Regions from separate parts of the Mus musculus genome. Here region 2 is linked to region 1. Evidence: chromatin contacts called from public Hi-C data. All regions are on one chromosome and are shown on one strand. Each heading gives the region's core, a stretch centred on a gene start, on an enhancer-like site or on the middle of the called end of the contact. The rest is flanking DNA. Distances are from core to core; before and after follow the strand shown. Region 1 has its middle 23 kb from the start of Fos. Region 2 overlaps Gm32348 (a long non-coding RNA gene).

Region 1 (3,176 bases), core at 265-2,764:
CTCTATACATGCATCCAGACATGGAAAGCAGGCCACAGGGCTTGTTTAACAAATGTACCTACTGAGCCATCTTGCCAGCCCTATGCTAAAGATTTTTCTTTTTGTTCTTTTGAGACAGGGTTTCCCAGTATAGCCCTGGCTGTTCTGGAACTCACTTTGTAGACCAGGCTGGCCTCAAACTCAGAAATCCACCTGCATCTGCCTCCCAAGTGCTGGGATTAAAGGCGTATGCCACCACCACCACCGCCTGGCAAAGTTTGTTTGTTTGCTTTTTTAAGATTTATTTATTATTATTTATCTATTATTATATTAGTACACTGTAGCTGTCTTCAGACACACCAGAAGAGGACGTCAGATCTCATTTTGGATCTCCATGTGGTTGCTGGAATTTGAACTCAGGACCTTTGGAAGAGCAGTCAGTGCTCTTAACTGCTGAGCCATCTCTCCAGCCCCAAAGTTTTTTTTTTTTTATCCTTGTGATTTTTAAAATAAATAAAAACAATTGTAAACATTTCCTGAAAAATCCCTCACTCTTTCCACTGGCTATGCTCGTCTGTGACACTTCCAAGATGCTCTCAATGCATTGAGTACAGTCTGCCTTGTTGGCCTGCCCACATTCTGTCAGGTAAGCAACCAAGACCTAAGTGGGCTGGAGGTATTCTATATGTCCCATGCTCCCCACGTGTTCTGTGAAGTGCAGAACACCCAGATCTCCGTGAGATGACGGTAATGTCTCTTTCCTTACACCACACAACTGGTAGGTGGCCGATCAGAGACTTGGACCCGTGGTCTTCGAATGAGGACTGACTGCTGGGTAGCCAGGGAGGCTGGCCTGTCTTGGGGAGGAGGGGGAGACAGGGAGAAGGTTTTGAAGAGAGGGTAACGGCAGAGATGACTCATTGGGGAAAGGCCTTGGGAATTATAAGGTTTGTATGTGTGGATGACATCAGCTTGTCTAGGAGACCAGGAGATACCCCAAGGGGAGGGACTCAAGACCGGAAGCAGAGGGCCAGGGTCAGGGCCAGGGTGTGGGGTTTTGGCTTAAGCCAGTGTTTTTTGGGGGGGGGGAGTCTTCATTTCCTTGAGCTAGGCAATCTTGCCCTAATTCTTCAGTAGATAGTTTATAGCTCTCCTTGATGCATTTGATGCTCAAATGGCTGTCAACTTAGCATTAGTGGGGGAACATGTGTCTATTCAGGTAGTCATTCTAGGGCCAGGTCCCTCAGAGTGCCTGTAATGGGGAGCAGCCAACCATAAGTCTACAAATCCCTTTACAAACTAACCGGGGAGATACTACCAGCAGAGGGCGCTCTTCAGCGAGACAAGGATTGACCCGAACTCTGCTATCTGCCTTGTGCATTGAGAACCGTCCATCCTTCCACTGTGTGGGTTCTGGGCCTCGAACTTGGGTTGTCAGACTTGGTGGCAAGCACCCTCACCTGCTGAGCTGTCCAGCCAGGTCCACTGATTGTTTCTTTATGTTAAAAACCTTCAAGGTTGCCAGGCAGTGGTGGCGCATGCCTTTAATCCCAGCACTTGTTCCAGGCCAGCCTGGTCTACAGAGTGAGTTCCAGGACAGCCAGGGCTACACAGAGAAACCCTGTCTCGAACTCCGTCTCCGTCCCCCCCCCCCCCCGCCCATATCTTCAAGGTTCTTTTAGCCTTTTGAAATATATCATACATTCTTATTTTTGCTATAATTTTCATTTACTTATTTATTATTTATTTATGGTACCGAGGAGAGAACCCAGGATTTTGTACATGTGAAGCAAGTGCTCTATCACTGAGCTACATCCCCATTCCCACAATACCACCGTTCCCTACAGTCTCTGTCCTATGCAACCACACACACCGGAACTTCCTGCTCTTTGCTCTCACGCAGTTCCTGTTGGCCAGAGTTCACCACCCCTTCCTTATTCTTCTCTTGCAGCCTTTGGTATCTCTCATTCCCTTCGCCAACTTCTGAAATGCTTCTTTAGTTTCATTAAACAGCAGGCTGGCCTTTAGTCATGTCTGTGGCATCCTTGAAGCTCACTCAGCTTAATAGTAAGTAGGATTCTGGATTGGAGCTGAGCATAGGGTCAGAGCATTAGTGAATTATTTGATGCCCCACTGGCTTTGTGGCTTCCACTTTGCCCGAGGGGTTACCATGTGTCATCACACTGGCTCTTGGAGATATTATTACCATGCTGGGGAAATCTCCAGGGAGCCAAAAAAATTCCAGGCAGGGAGATAGCTGCCTTCCCTGAATTCAGGGCTTCTGACCTCAGCGCCCCACCCCATCCCCACCACAGCCAATCAGCAAAAGATCTCTCCCAAACTGACAAGCAAAAGAAAACCTTGCAGACAGCTGAGCCCAAACAGACTTGGGTGAGGCTGAGGGGAACATCAGGCGTGGCGTCACCAGTCACCGGCTGTAGGCCAGGCTGTTGCCTGGAGATAGTTTGTTCATTTACCAGTGGACAGCTGAGCCAGTTGGGGGAACCCCAGGAGGAAGGCAGCGCTGGTGCCCAGGGGAGACTGGGTTTCTTTAAGTAATAGAAACCACAGGGAGGGCTTTGCCACTTTCAGAGAGTGCACCTTCTTCACACAGGAGCTGGCAGGAAGCCTAGGGGTTGGAGGTTGAGGGAGACCCTGGCAGGAGAGCCCGTAGCAGCTACAGCACCAAGGAGGGGTGTGGAGAAGCTGGAAGGCCTTCCGAGGAGAGAGGATTCACGGCTGTGTTGGCTTTCTGGGCAAAAGAATCACAGAAGTGTGTGTGTGTGTGTGTGTGTGTGTGTGTGTGTGTGTGTGTGTGTGTGTGTGTGTGTGTGTGTGTGTGTTTGGGGTGTGTATATACAGGTGCATGCATATGGGGTCACAATAATTTTTTAAGACAACTAAAACAACTGTACACACACACCAATAGGGGAGAGAAAGAGTGGACTTTAGAATCTCTGCGGTAGAATGCAGGATACCGGGCTGGAGAGATGGCTCAGTGGGTAAGAGCACCCAACTGCTCTTCCGAAGGTCCAGAGTTCAAATCCCAGCAACCACATGGTGGTTCACAACCATCTGTAACAGAGTTCAAATCCCAGCAACCACATGGTGGTTCACAACCATCTGTAACGAGATCTGACTCCCTCTTCTGGAGTGTCTGAAGACAGCTACAGTGTACTTACATATAATAAATAAAT
Region 2 (3,176 bases), core at 252-2,751, 78 kb after region 1:
TAACTACGTGTTACTAAACTGTGTCCTGTTTGGAGGGTGGCCTTCCCTCCTCACCCACGCTTTCCTGATCCTTGACAGGCAATAGAGCTCGTATCCTGGAACCAAAGACAGACATGCTAAGAACTTTCCAAGAAAGACTCTGTCACTGCCTCCTCTGATCCCATCCTCCCATTTTTCAATCCCTTTAAAAGTTTGTTTCAGCCGGGCGTGGTGGCACACGCCTTTAATCCTAGTACTCGGGAGACAGAGGCAGGCGGATTTCTGAGTTCGAGGCCAGCCTGGTCTACAAAGTGAGTTCCAGGACAGCCAGGGCTACACAGAGAAACCCTGTCTCAAAAAACCAAAAAGCTTGTTTCATTTTACTTTTGAGATTACAGTATAATTACATTTCTGCCTTCCCTTTCCCCCTCTGAAGCCTTCTGTACACACCTCTCCACTGGCCTGCAAACTCATGGCCTCTTTTTTTATTATTGCATGTATGTGTATTCCTAAATATAACCAGCTCAGATCCTATCATGTCACTCAAATGCATGTTTTCAGGGGTGCCCACTTGACACTGGTCATCCAGTTGGTGTGCTCTTCTTTGGGGAGGACCACCTCTCCTGCTCCCACCTTTCCCGAGTTGCTTAGAGTTCCTTGTTTAGCACTGAGGCCTCATGGGCTTTTCTCCATCTACTGTGGCATGCCCACTGGTGTCCTCCTTGTTTGGCTTACATGTGGGTAGCCCCGCTGGTGAGATTTTATGGCTTGAGGGCTTCGGATGTTGCTAGGAGACACAATCTCACAGTAAACTCTGGTCCTCTGGCTCTGACAATCTTTCCCCCTCTTCGTCTTCAAGGTTCCCTGAGCTTTACGTGCAAGAATGTTTTGTAGACGTATCCACTGGGACTGGGCCATTCTGCATGCTGATTGGTTGTTGTTTTCTGTAATGGCCGCCATCTGTAGCAAAGAGAAGTTTCCTTGGTGTGGAGACCACACTTATCTGCGGACATAAGGACAAACGTTTATAGATTGTTGTTAGGGAGGATGCTGGGTTAGTAAATTAGCGATTGTAGATTCTCCTCCAATAGCCATGACTTCACAAGACTGAGTAGTTAGCTAGGTCTCCAGTACCAGGCATGGTCTCCCTCTTGCTAAGCAAGCCGTAAGTCCAATTTGAGAGCTGTTGGTTACCACCACGGTATGTGTGTCACGGTATGTGTGTCACACTATGTGTGCCCCTGTAGGGTTATCAGGCCATGCTGGTCATTGATGTGGTTCATAGGCAACATAGCTGCCTAGGTCACCTCCCTCCTTTGGAAGTTTTCATGCTGCTTTCTGGTGCTATGAAAGCCAGTCCTCAAGGAAGGGACATTCAGCGACCCCATTTTTCTTTCATAAAAGAGTTTCTAATTTGTAGCTGGGTGCTTGGCTATCTTGATCACAGCTCATATTCCTCAGACCTCTTTCTCTGTTAGGGGCCAAGTCAACCACTGAGCTGTAAGCAGTGTCTACACATTCCAGGAAGTAGATAGTGGGTGAGTTCATTACTCAGCTTTTCACTGTAACCCAATACGTGCGAGCTTATCTCGGGAGGAGGAAGGATTCATTTGGCTTTTGGTTTCAGATGGTAGAATTCATCTTGATGGAAAAGGTGTGGCTCACTAGAGATTGCCGAGCTGACAATCTCTCCCATCCTGGCTAGCCAGAAGCCAGGCTGAGTCTCACCCTTAAGGCCTGGGCCCTAGCAACTCACTTCTGCCATGCAAGTCTTACCTCTTTAAAGTTCTACAACCACCAAAACTACCACCATACAGGTGTTCAAACACGAGTGTGTGGGACTCATTTCCCATCCAACCTTATTCTCTTTCCAGTGGCTGGGACATGGGTGTGGTGGCAGATCTCAAGCAGGCTCTTGGCAGTGTGCACACACATAGCTCAGTGAAGGAGCAGATTGTGAACAGCCATGCACTATTTGTTTTTAACACTTGCAAAATAAATGTGTATTTTGTTTACACTACAGTTATCTAACATTTTTTGACCCAGAGCAAAACACAAACTTGAATGGCATATTTATTTTCTCAATCTCTCTTACTGCTAAGAAAGGACACGAAACCAAGTTCAATTAAAGGAAGCCTTCTTGCCCAGGGCAGTCTTAGCAGGAAGCTCAAGTTCCTGAGACAGCGGTGGTGACATCCAGTGTGGAGTGTGGTTGAGGCAAGATCTAGGCTTTGTTGGCAGCACTGGGACCTCGCTGAGTGCTATATTTAGTGGTATGGCTCCCACTACTGTCCTCCTGTTCACCCAACGATTCTGTGACCTAATATTCTGCTAATAAATTCTGCCACTCAGTCATCAATGTAGTCTTAGCCCCTGTCAAAAGACTTTTTAATAAAAGTTCCCAAGGCAGTTAGTTGGCTCTGCCATCAAATTAGTCACTGAATAAAATGTGTTAAAAGTCTATGTGAGGCATGAGTCCCATCTAAAAGTCAGAATTTTCTCACACCTTTGTTTCTATAGATACTTCTGGGACAGAACGAGGTTCTTTGAAATAGCTGGTATCTCCTGTTGTACGGAAGTGTGCCATCTGCTTGCAGAAGCCTTGATATTTGGGGGCCGACCAGGACCAAATTAAACACAGCATAGGAGTTTGTCAGAAGCACACCCGAAGGGCAGGGATACTTCATTTGTCCTAGAGTGATTTACACAAAAAACCTCAGCTCTTTAAAACTTTGTCAGGAATGAGGAAAAAGACAAAAACCAACAAGAACCAGGGTGGGGTAGAGAAGGAAAGAAAAAAAAATCAAGAAAAACCTCAAACCAAATGAACACACAACCAACAGCGCTCAAAGAAAAACAATACACAAAAAGATTGTTCACAGCCAACACAAACGCTGCAGAACACACCCTAGTTTATGGACTTGCTGGCTGGCAGGCAGGCCATTCCCAACTTGGAGGGACTTCTTAATCCCCTTAGAAGGAGAAGGAGCAAAGACGGCTGCGGTCCCCTCCACCAGGAGCCAGAAGACACTTCTTAGTTTGTTCCAAAGGCAGAGATGGAAGTGGAAGGGCCAGCAGTCAGGACAGGTGGCATCTGAGCCCGCTTAGTGCAGTGAGAACAGCATTGTGCTTCAGCTTGCTGTGGAGAGAGGTATGTGTGGTTTCAGGTCCCCTTGGGAAATCTTGAAAAGTTGTGG

The links. A called contact is a pair of places that touch in the nucleus more often than the background predicts.
Region 2: a Hi-C map of the C2C12 cell line shows a contact between it and region 1, with 2.8 times the contacts expected there. The contact joins two enhancer-like sites. A contact is called at or near these places in 1 of 39 promoter capture datasets (HPC-7-derived erythroid cells), 1 of 15 datasets of contacts at CTCF or cohesin (pro-B cells), 19 of 484 Hi-C or Micro-C datasets (the C2C12 cell line, CD8 T cells, the HL-1 cell line and 11 more), 10 of 115 datasets of contacts at active chromatin or transcription factors (the 230-238 cell line, CD8 T cells, the HPC-7 cell line and 6 more) and 1 of 9 other capture datasets (embryonic stem cells).

Annotation. Positions count from the first base shown.
Region 1 is chr12:85,495,622-85,498,797 of GRCm38.p6, forward strand. No RefSeq gene overlaps it. Among named protein-coding and RNA genes, the nearest start is that of Fos, 23 kb to the left of the region's middle. Within about 2 kb of position 1,515, at least 123 of the 459 cell types and tissues checked have an H3K27ac peak or open chromatin away from gene starts, as enhancers often do. A contact at or near this core is called in the C2C12 cell line, the HL-1 cell line, the HPC-7 cell line and 1 more, where this site is marked.
Region 2 is chr12:85,573,465-85,576,640 of GRCm38.p6, forward strand. The region is part of intron 1 of Gm32348 (a long non-coding RNA gene); the gene reads left to right. Among named protein-coding and RNA genes, the nearest start is that of Gm32348, 5.2 kb to the left of the region's middle. Within about 2 kb of position 1,502, at least 31 of the 459 cell types and tissues checked have an H3K27ac peak or open chromatin away from gene starts, as enhancers often do. A contact at or near this core is called in the C2C12 cell line, the HL-1 cell line, the HPC-7 cell line and 1 more, where this site is marked.